Regions from separate parts of the Rattus norvegicus genome. Here region 2 is linked to region 1. The links are chromatin contacts, called in public Hi-C maps. All regions are on one chromosome and are shown on one strand. Each heading gives the region's core, a stretch centred on a gene start, on an enhancer-like site or on the middle of the called end of the contact. The rest is flanking DNA. Distances are from core to core; before and after follow the strand shown. Region 1 holds the start of Xbp1 (X-box binding protein 1). Region 2 holds the start of Mrps24 (mitochondrial ribosomal protein S24).

The links. Hi-C and Micro-C count contacts between places; a contact is called where the count stands out from the background.
Region 2: a contact with region 1 is called in a Hi-C map of Schwann cells, with 3 times the contacts expected there. The contact joins the promoter of Mrps24 here to the promoter of Xbp1 in region 1. A contact is called at or near these places in 4 of 12 Hi-C or Micro-C datasets (Schwann cells, kidney, liver and 1 more).

Annotation. Positions count from the first base shown.
Region 1 is chr14:84,602,254-84,608,114 of GRCr8, reverse strand. Xbp1 (X-box binding protein 1) reads right to left here and starts at 3,492. Exons shown (of 6, transcript NM_001271731.1): 1 at 3,263-3,492; 2 at 2,420-2,516; 3 at 832-966; 4 at 56-94; 5 at 1-29. The coding sequence starts at 3,468.
Region 2 is chr14:84,800,033-84,805,893 of GRCr8, reverse strand. It overlaps Mrps24 (mitochondrial ribosomal protein S24), which reads left to right and starts at 3,117. Exons shown (of 4, transcript NM_001077659.1): 1 at 3,117-3,160; 2 at 3,244-3,312; 3 at 3,390-3,501. The coding sequence starts at 3,122.

The sequences.
Region 1 (5,861 bases), core at 2,243-4,742:
GAGGTGACAACTGGGCCTGCACCTGCTGCAGAGGCGCACGTAGTCTGAGTGCTGCGGACTCAGCAGACCCGGCCACCAGCCTTACTCCATTCCCCTGGAAGGAAAGACCAAAGTAAGTAAACAGCTAAATGTCACCAAGGATAGATACACAAGGCAGCTGTGAGTCTCTGTTCTTCGAAGGTCGAGAAAGGAGCTGGGGAGGTAGCTCCGAACATAAGTGTGCTTGCTGTGCAATCCTGAAGACCCAAGTTCAAATCTCCAGCACCAAGGCAGGCACAGACAAAAGGCTCACCAGGGCTTACTGGCCACCAGCCTAGGTCCAGATTCAGTGAGACACTGTGCTTCAGAGGGATAAGGAGGAAAAGGGTAAAACATCTAACATCTTTCCTCAGACCTCTACGTAAGCAGGGATGTGTACAAACCCACACCCCTGTGTATATACACACCTACATAACCAAACCAAGTAGCATCTGCCTGTAGTGGAAACTTTGGGAAGGTGGAGATGGGAGGGTTATCAGCAAGTTTGAGGCCAATCTGGACTGCATGAGACCCTGTCCCCAAAAAAAGGCCAACAAGCAAGCCACTTGCTCATACCTGTAATCCCAGCCCTTGGGAAACTAAGGCAAGAAGAAGTTCAGTTCAAGGAAACGGAAAATTTCAGGTTTGGTCAGTTAAGCATGGGGCCTGTAGTCCCACGACTTCAGAAGCAGAAGACACGACACAAGTTCAAGACCAGCCAAAATTAGACATTAAGACCTTGTCTCAAAGAGGCAAAGAGGACAGATTTGGTGGGAGGCCAAGAACACGAATCTGGTAAATCACAAGATTCACCTTGGACTCTGCCTCTGAGACCTCTTCAGTAACCAGGGCATTCATCCCCAAGCGTGTCCTTAACTCCTGGTTCTCAATCACAAGCCCATGAGTTTTCTCTCGTAAAAGCTGATTTTCTAGCTGGAGTTTCTGGTTCTGTAAGAAAATGCAGAAGAGGCTATTAAAACGTGAAGTTTTGCTACAGTTGGTTTCCTTATTGACCTGGTAAATTCTATGCTTGTGTCACTGCGTCCCTGGGGGCTAACGGTATAGGTGAGTTGGTAGAATGCTTGCCCTACCAGGCTTGAAGCTCTGGGTTCCACCTTCAGTTCTGCATAAAACTAGCAAGGGTGGGTGGCTCATGCCTGAATCCCAGCTCTTGGGACATAGCAACAAGAGAAATTTTGGGTCATCTTTGGCTGCACAGCAAGTTAGAGGCCAGCCTGGGAATACATCAAGCTGTCTCCCAAAAAACTGCCATTGAGCGCTCAAGCAGGCAGAAGAACAGTTTCCTCAAGGCCAATCTCTGAAGAAAAACAAAGCGAGTGTTATCAATGGTGTCACAAACAATAGTAATTCACCATCCCATCTTGAACGGGCAAGTGTAGATATATGTGGTAGTGATCCAGTAGCAAAGAAATGGGGCAGCCTAAATGCCCATCAACAGATGGCGAATGAACCATGAAAGTGTGGTGCACCCATACAGTGGGATAGTACTCATCTGTTTAAAAATAAGGAAAATTGGGGCTGGGGATTTAGCTCAGTGGTAGAGCGCTTACCTAGGAAGCGCAAGGCCCTGGGTTCAGTCCCCAGCTCCGAAAAAAAGAACCAAAAAAAATAAATAAATAAATAAATAAATAAATAAATAAGGAAAATTGGCAGGGAAAATGTATAACTTTGGAAAATATATTAAGTGAGGTGACCCAAACTCAAACCAGGGCGCACGTGCGCATAAAAAAGTGGGTGCAAATGAGGCAATGCCTAAAAAAGCTAGAAATAGCTAAAGTTAACTAAACGTAAAAACTAAAGCATCTCCCAAAAGGGTAAAAGGATGCTGGGGTGGAGGGGGCACAAAGGGGCACTGATAGCAGAAAGGATGCAGGGGTGGAAGGATGTAAGGGAAGGGGCGGGTGTGACAGGAAAGATCACCTAAAACAAGCTCTTTGAAAATGCTCTAAGGATACTTAAGACTGTGCTAAGTGACAATTCAGTAAGGGTGGTGGGCTATACCTCACAATTGGCTTTTTAAAAAAATGCTATTGATAAGGCCCACACTGTAAGAACCAGGTGACGATTAAAACTTTCAAAAGAACAACAGTTCTTGCTAAGATTGGTTAGTGGTCGAAACCTAGAAGGAAGGGCAGCTTTGGTGAGCCTATGGCAAAGCCAGGAGGCGCTACAGCTTAAACAATCAATGATCTATCCACCCCAGCTAGCGTCTGCCCAGGCTATGGATAGAAATCTAGCTGCCCAGGGTGAGTCATGACCGCCTATCTGCTAGGCTGGTTAAACTTTAAACGGCACTTTGAGTTGTAGTGTAAAGGGCTGAAGCAGCTTACGATGGGCCCTGAGATGCAAGGCATAAAAGCATGGCCTTAAGTCCCTTTACCTCTTCTTCCAAATCCACCACTTGCTGCTCCAGCTCGCTCATCCGGGCTTTCTTTCTATCTCGCGCAGTCTGTGCTGCTACTCTGTTTTTCAGTTTCCTTGAGGGAGGGGGAGACAAAGAACATATCTGAGTCATCTCCAGCTTTCCTGTGCCTTCCATTTGTAAACGTGGCCAGCTGGTGCTTTCGTTGGCTTTACAGAATAAGGCTTAGCAGTGGTAAACACTCTTGAAGACTCCTCTCAAAACACACACACACACACACACACACACACACACACACACACACACACACACACACACACACACAGAGCTTTCTGTCCACAGACCTTGAAGACTTGCTTGATTCTCTCCCGAGTGGCTGTCCGCCCGGATCTCATTTTACCACCGGGCTGACACATTCCCGTTGCGTCATAAGCTTCTTCCCTCCTCCCCCGCTACTTTCTGGTTCCAATTCCGTCCTACAGGCTCCTTGCTTGAGCGACATCCATGAAAGCGGCAGGGGCGCTACCAACTGTCCCTCCCCAAGCCCAACTCTCGGGATGCCGGAGGCTGTTGACTCGGTTCCCAGGGTTGAGTTCCCAAGTGGCTGCAATGACAGCTGGAGCGGCTCCGGCCCTACTGCCACAAAGAGCAAGTTTTTGCAGTGGAATGGGCGTCAGGCACGTTCTGTACCTGTGTCGGGCGTTCCTGCACACACCCCCGACACAGAACTTTGGAGGGGCTGCCACCTCAGTCCCGCTTTCGAGGCGAATCTAACCCACCGTGAGGAGCCCGCCCGGCTGGCACACACGAGAGGGTCCCGACCCTGCAGCCCCGCGCCCCAGTCCCGCCCGCCGGGCCCACCTCCGCAGCGCTTTCTCCTCCGGGCTCAGGTGCGTGAGGCGCTGCCGCTTGCGAGCCTGCGGTGTCCCGCTCGCCTCCGACCCTGCGGCTCGCGGGCCCGGAACCATGAGCGGCAGCGCTCGGCCGCCGGAGGCGGGCTGACCAGATAGGAGTAGCACTTTGGGGGCCGCCGAGGCCGCGCTCGGCGCCGCTGCCACCACCACCATAGCCAGGAAACGTCTACGCCAGCGCCGCCACCGCCCCGTGGCCGCCTGCCGCGCCCAGCCTTTCTAGGGTCGTGGCCGTCTGCGATTGGCCTGTGCTGCGTGACGCGCGGCTGTATTCATCGTTTATTGGTCCTGCAGGCCCGGGGGCGGGCTCAACGCGGGCGGGGTGAGTGTCCAGCGTGGCTGCCCAGCTGTTCGCCGTGCGAGCTGGGCCTTAGGGTGGGTGGACGGTAGAGACAGCCGGTTGCTGAAGTCCAGGGTCCAGGGTCCTCGGCAGACGCGTCCCCACACAGCTGAGACTTTTACCCGGAATGCCAGGCTTTCCTCTCAGGCCAGATTTCCAAACCGAGTCTCACAGATCGTTACCATAGCCCGACCACGTTATAATGTCCGGCGCCACATCGGTCCCTAGTACAGCCGAAAATCAAACTGGTGGCATATCCGGTTTAGAGTTAGCGAACACATACACACAGACCTGGGGAATTTCACAAAATGAGTGTTTAGGAAATGAGATTATTGCAAAACGAAATGTAGTAGGGTGGTGCTCGCCTGTAATCTCAGCACTTTATAGGCAGTTTGAAGCCAGCCTGGGCTACATAGAGAGGTCTAGGCCAGCTGAAGCAATAGATCAATCCCTATTTCATAAATTAATCGATTGATTAATTAATTAATAACTTTAAAAGAAAACACCAGAACCCTGTTTAGCATGTAGTGAGGGATTAATAAATAAAGTTTGCACAGGGAGAATACATTTGGTTTTGTTTTTCTTCACATTTCTAAACTCTTGTGGTGTGAGCTTTTATCACAGTTGTCTTTGTTTTGCTGCGCTGGAGCCTGACCCCAGAACCTATTGTTCTACCACTCGACTCCACTATTCCGTCAGCCCACTTTATCTGTGGAACTAGAGATACCACTGAGCTATGCCTCCGGCCATTAGTATTTCTTTCACTGGGGAATGGGGTTGGGGGGGTGGAAATAGGTTTCAGGGGATGGTGTGATTCAGTTGCTCTCAGCCCTATTCTCTAGAGACAGTGCGTTTGAAGCTTACCGCTGGGCTATGCTGGCCATTAAACTTCCAGGGTGGTCTGCCCGTTCGCTTTCCACCACTGGGATTACAGCAGGCTCAGCCTTGCCAAACCTTTCTCCTGGGTGCTGTGCATTTCTTACCCACACACCCATGTGTCCAGCCCCTACATTACTATTTTTTCTATTTTTTTTTCTTTTCTTTTTTCCTTTTTTTTTTTTTCAGCTGAGGACCAAACCCAGGGCCTTGTGCTTGCTAGGCAAGCGCTCTACCACTGAGCCAAATCCCCAAACCCCTCTTTTTTCCAACAATCTATTTTTTAGTCACTTTATATCCCAATCACAGCCCCCCCTCTTCCCCGTCCTACCCTTACAAATCTTCCACCCCCATTGCCTTCCCCCTTCTTCTTAGAGAAGGGGAGCCCCCTTGGGTACCACCCCACCCTGGGACATCTAGTCTCAGCAGGACTAAGCACATCCTCTCCCACTGAGGCCCAACCAGGCAGTCCAGGGAGGTTGAATGGGATCCAATGGCAGGGAACAGAGACCGAGATGAGTCCACTTGTTAGGAGACCCAAGTGAAGACCGAGCTTCACATTTGCTACAAATGTGTAGAGGTCCAGGTCCAGCTCCTGCAGGTTCCCTTGTTAGTGACCTCTGTGAGCCACCATGGTCCCAGGTTAGTTGACTCTGTGGGTCTTGTGGTGTCCTTGACCCATCAGCTGCTGGATGAAGCCTCTCAGGAGACAGTTATGCTAGGTTCCTGTCTGCAAGCACAACCGAGTGTCATTAATAGTGTCAGGGGTTGGCTCTCTCACACGGGATGGGTCTCAAGTTGGACCGGGTGTTGGTTGACTCCATTGGTCGCTCCATCTTTATCCCTGCACATCTTGTAGTCAAGACAAATTTTGGATCGAAGGTTTTCCGGGTTCATTGATGTCCCCCTCCCCCTCAGAAATCCTACCTGGCTACAGGAGGCCACTTCAGTCTCTATATCCTCATCTGGTAGGAATCTCAGATAGGGATAACCCACCCCACCCCCGTAGACTCTCCAAATCCTCCCCCTACCCCACTCCGGCCCATCCAAGGCCTCCAGCTAATCACCAGAGAAGTTCCCATCCCCACTGATTTCCGTTCTCATTCCCTGCCCTCTCCCACCCACACCCATGCAGTAGTTTTGTTTTGTTTTTGTTTTGGGTTTTTTTTTATGTATTTATTTTATGTAAATACACTGTCACTGTCGTCAGACACACCAGAAGAGGGCATCAGATCCCATTACAGATGGTCGTGAGCCACCATGTGGTTGCTGGGAATGGAACTCAGGGCCTCTGGAAGAACAGTCAGTGCTCTTAACCGCTGAGCCATCTCTC
Region 2 (5,861 bases), core at 1,868-4,367, 200 kb before region 1:
AGCACAAAAGAAGCTGTCTCACCCTTCCTGAATTCTAGTAATTCCTAGGAAATACTCCTTCTTTTCTCAGCTCTTGCATGAAGTCACTCCATAGCTCAGGTTTGAACACTGTCTAGGTGAGACAGTTGGCTATGCTGGGACAGACAGATCATTTTCTTTTATAGGATTTTTTTTAAATTTACATTTCAAATGTTATCTCCTTTCTGGGTTCCCCTCCAGAAACCCGCTATCTCATCCCTCCTACCCCTGCTTCCATGAAGGTGCTCCCCCACCCATCCACTCACTCCTGCCTCCCTGCCCTCACATTCCCCTACATTGGGGCATTGAGTCTTAACAAAACCAAAGGCCTTTCCTCCCATCAATGACTGACAAGGCCATTCTCTGCCACATATGTGGCTGGAATCATGGGTCCATCCATGTGTATGCTTTGGATGGTAGTTTAGTCCCTGGGAGCTCTGGGTGGTGGGGGAGTTCTGGTTGATTGGTATTGTTGTTCCTATGGGGTTGCAAATTCTTTCAGCTCCTTAGTCCCCCCCCCCAACCCCCCCCCCCTGAGCTGGGGACCGAACCCAGGGCCTTGCGCTTCCTAGGCAAGCGCTCTACCACTGAGCTAAATCCCCAACCCCCTAGTCCTTTCTCTTAACTCCTCCATTGGGGACCCTGTTAAATGGTTGGCTGTGCACATCTGCCTCTGTATTTGTCAGACTCTGGCACAGCCTCCCAGGAGAAAGCTATATCAGGCTCCTGTCAGCATGCACTTCTTGGCATCTGCAATATTGTCTGGGTTTGGTGGCTGTATATGGGATGGATCCCCAGGTAGGGCAGGCTCCAGATGGCCTTCCCTTCAGTCTCTGCTCCACACGTTGTCTCCATATTTCCTCCTGTGAGTGTTTTGGTTCCCCTTCTAAGAAGGACTGAAGCATCCACACTTTGGTCTTCCTTCTTGAACTTTACAGATGGATCATTTTTAAGACATCTAGAAACTAGGGCCTTCCTCTACCTGGTGGACCAAGGGTCAGCAGGCCTGGGAAATTGCTAGTCTTTCCCCCCCAGGAAGGTCTGCGGACAGAGGTTTACGGCGGCTTCCCAACGTGAGTTAAGAGTAGTTAATGGGCTGGAGAGATAGCTCAGTGGTTAGGAGCACACGACTGCTGCAGAGGACCTGGGTTCTGTCTCAGCCCTCATGTGGTTGTTCATCATTCGTGTCTTCTTCTGCCCTCCCACCCAGTACAAGGCACAAATAGAGTGTGCATACATAAGTTCACACACACACACACACACACACACACACACGCACACACACACCCTCTACTGCAAACTGTAATCATCTGAGGGGATTTCAGAAAACACATGTACCTGCTTCTGAGAGCATAGGCTACTGGCTGTCACACGTCACCTGAGAAAGCTATGTATACCCCAGACTTGGCGTTGGGCCTGGAGGGCTGCTGGCCAAAGCTGCTCTGTACCTTGTTGTCACCTAGCCACAGACGCTGGGGCCCCTCCCTCATTCTAACAGGGTTCTGAGCCTTCAGCCTATCAAAAGTGGGGCAGGAACCCCAGAAATAGAATAGCTCATGCTCTGAACGAGGCTCGAGCCCGGCTCCCCTGAATCCAGAGCCTCTGCTGTCTCTTCTGTGATGGGGTGAGGTAGTGGAAATACCACCTTGGCACGACGGAGCAGTGTGTTAAAACGTGCACGCTGGAGGAAGCATGTCTCCCTTTCACAGGTTCCACCCGGAGCTGGGGAAATGGCTCTGGTTAAGAGCACCTTGCTCTTCAGAGGACTTGCAGTGTAGCATCCATACCAGGCAGCTTACGACTCCCTAGTGCCAGGGTATCTTACATACCTGGCATATAATCACGGACACACACACACACCCCAAAATGTTAAAAATGAAATTCCCACTGGTTAGGTTGGGGAAATGGCTCCATGGGTAGTGTTTTGGCTGAGTGTAAGGATCAGAATCAGGAGGCCTAATATGCACATAAAGACCTGTAATCCCATTGCTTAAGGGAGGGAGATGGGCCTGGCTTGGTGATGTATGCCTTTAATCTCAGCACTTGGGAGGCAGAAGCAGATAGTTTTTATAGCACATGCCAGGCCAGGCAGAGCTGTACAGCATGAAAAAAGTACATAAAAGAGGAAGACAAGACCCCTGCAGCAAACTAGCCAGCTAGCTTAATTGGTGAGCTCTGTAGAGTTTCTGAGAGACCGTGCTTAAGTAAATATGGTGAGGGGTGACTAAGGAAGACACCCCCCACCCCCAGCATCTTGGCTCGAATAGAATACATTTGATCGTGCTAATGCCTGATGCTCGGATGGGAAACAGACTCCAAGCACAGTCTTCATGCTTGCTCATGTAGCCATCCTCTACTGCCTGAGGAGAGTGTATGACCCTGTCACTTCACCTTTATGAGGTTCAAGAGTAGCTCGAGTATCTTGTCTTCCTCTTCTCTCTGCTTCTGAGGACCCATAAAACAAAAACAAGCAAAAGAAACAGTAAGACCCCACCAAGCAGCCAAACAAACACAGAAGGCATATAACTTCTCTGTGGTAATATGGTGTGAGTTTTCATGGATGGAGCCCAAAGCCTTACTCCTGTGCCCTACCACCAAGCTACATCCTCAGTCCCAAAGTAGACATGACTGTCCCAATTTTACTGACGAAGGAGTCTGGACACAGGGAGGTTGTCACTGCTTACATTACACAGGTAGGAAGTAGGTTCAAGTTTGGACCTGGATAGTTAAGATGCTGCATACTTTATCTCTCTCCACGGTAGAGCAGATTTATGTAATTTGACAAACTATAAAATTATCATACTTTATGAGAAATTTAAAAAAACAGCTTAAAAGGATTACTTGAGAAAAATTAAAAGACTTTACATTTGCAAAGGACAACGGATTTTGAAAAGGTCACGTCTTTATAAGTTAGTTCCCTTATCTACTAATTGGAACAGTTGGAGGTGTAGTCAGAGACCCACGTCCCTCGGCCACCGGCAAGCCACGCCCTCTCTTACGCCACGCCCCGCTCCGCTCCCCGCCGGTTCCCGTTAGTTCCGGCTCTGCGGCGCCTCCTTCCTGCGGCTGCGTACTGACGCATCCCGCGTTGCGCTGGCCCAAGATGGCGTCGTCTGCGTCCGTCCGCGGGCTGGGGCTGCGGGTGAGTGAGCTGCGGGCGAGTGGACTGCGGGCGGGCGGGCTGGAGCGCCGCCCGGCGTCCGCTCACTCCCCGTCTCTCCGCAGGTGCTGGCCTGCAGCCCGGAGCTGCCTTGCGCCTGGCGCGCCCTGCACACCTCCGCGGTCTGCGCCAAGGTGAGTGCAGCGGGCGGGTCTGGGGGCTGCCAGGGCGGCTGGGCTCGGCTGCCCCGTGACTGCACCTTCGTTCCTAGAACCGGGCGGCCAGAGTCCGCGTGGCCAAAGGGGACAAGCCGGTGAGCTACGAGGAGGCGCACGCCCCGCACTACATCGCACACCGAAAGGGCTGGCTGTCGCAGCACACAGGTGAGGGCGCCTGGGAAGGACCGCCACCCGATGTGACTGAAAGGTGGCATGGTGACTCTCCAACATGCTCTTTAAGACAAAGATCTGAACTTTTGGGTAGGATGGCGAACGCGCTGGGGAGGATGACCTCGAGTTTAAAGACAGTTAAGATTAGTGAGAGAGACCCTGTCACATTTAGTTATGGGACTGGAAACAATCAGTTTCCAGTTAGATTGCTAAAATGTGCCGCTCAGGCATGAGGATGCACCCCAGCTCTTAAATGAAAACCTAGATCGAGGGGTGTGAGAATGAAGGAGACATTCTCATGGGGTCACTGGCCAGCCAGTCTTGGAAGAGCAGCTGTTTTGCAGAACAATAAAAAAAAAAAAAAAGCAACAAGTAAGTAAACAAAGGGAGAGCAATGGAGAAAAACATTGGCTGTTAAGCTACCTGGTCTTCTCCATGCCTCTGTCAGGGGAGCGCCTGCATACATTCCCGCCTGCACAGATTACAGTGTGACTCACACATTAAGAGGTTGAAAGGAATTTGAATATTCCTTGCTAAGAAGTCTCACTTGGGCCTCTATAGAATAGTATTTGCATGCCTACAAACAGGGTTTGACAGTGGTATGTCAGCCGTTTACAGATTTTGCAGATGTGTAATAGCCCAGAGGTGGTGAGGTAGTGAATTCTACACAGAATCCTAGACCTGGGAGAGCGAATCCTAAACCCTAAACAGTGCGGTATGGTACTTCCTTTTCTTTTAAAAAAGATTTAATTTCAGTGCTGCTGTCTTCAGACACACCAGAAAAGGGCATCAGATCCCATTACAGATGGTTGTGAGCCACCATGTGGTTGCTAGGAATTGAACTCAGGACCTCCGGAAGGGCAGTCAGTGCTCATAACCTCTGAGCCATCTCTCCAGCCTCAATAATGTAGTATTAACCAAGTTACAAACTCTTGGCAGGAATGAGCTGCAGTCTTCGTGACTCACAGAACCCATATTTGCAGACTTCTATTTTTTCTCCCCCTCTTCCCGTCTTTTTATTTTTCTTGTTCATTTACATTTCAGTATGCCTGGTGTGCGTGTGTGCGTGTGTGTGTGTGTGTGTGTGTGTGTGTGTGTGTGTGTGTGTGTGTATACAGTTTGTCTGAGTCAGTTCTCTCCTACCATATGGGTCCCAGGGATAAAGCAAGCATCCTCACCTGCCAAACCATGTTTAAGAGAGTCTGGCAGTGCCCCTCAGGCTGTCCTGGAACTCTCGTACTTCCGCCTCATTTTTCTCAGTGCTAGAGTTTAGATAGGCACTGTATCGCCCGCCTGTTTATCTTTCATAGATACTGGAGGTTCAGCTTCCAATCTATACATTGTCTATACACGTTTGTGTATGCATGTTCATGTGTGAGTGCAGGTGTATGACACTGGATGTATGTGACAGGCAGGACAGCCTCAGGCTAGCCCTTGCCTTATCTTGTTTGAAACAGGGTCTCTTTCCTGTCACCACCTGTGTATGCCAGGCTAATTGGCATGCAAACTTCTGGAGATTCTCCTGCCTCTGCCCCATCTCACAGTAGGAGCGTGGGGATTACAGACGCTGGTACCCACTATCATGATGATCTTTGTGTGAGTTCTGGACATCCAAGCTCAGGTCCTCATAAACATGAGGTACAGCAGATGGGACACCCACTGCGCTATCTGCTCAGCCCCTCAGCCCTTGCTCATTCTTACACTGATTAAAATGTATCTGTGACCTCAGAGTCATTCAAGGTCATTCAGGGAGGTGGGTAGAGCAAGGCTCACACAAGGGTCCCCAGCTGAGGTAGAACAAGCTTCTATTGTAAACTGCCCTTTTGGTAGTTTAGAGCGGTATTTCAAACATTTACTGTGTTTGTGTTGGGAATGTGGCACTTTGTGTGGTCCTGAAATGCTGTCTAGTGTTTCTGTGAACTCAAGAAGACGGATGTGCCTTATGGAGGAAATCTGGTTGGATAAACTTGTCTTGAGCCTGAGTTATGGGGTCTCAATACTAATGAGTCAGACTTATACATTAGCAGTGTCTTTAAATAGAAGGACAGGCAGAATTAGTTATTTACTAATCTCTTGATAAAAAATACTGTGGCTAGAGGCGTGTGAGTCACACTAGGAGCAGGTGCGCAGAAGGCACGAGTTCGGTGTGCAATGACAGAGCAGACCTCTGGTGAATTAAGGAGAACCTGTGTATTGTTCAGCGTGTGAGTCCTCACCCTGATTAACATTCAATAGGATGCACATGGAAAACATTTTAAAATACACGTTCTTGAATTCAGTGCCCAAAAAGATCTAAGTAAGATACGGCTTGGAGGGTGTACCCAACCTTGTACTCTAGCCTGTCTCAGCCTTTG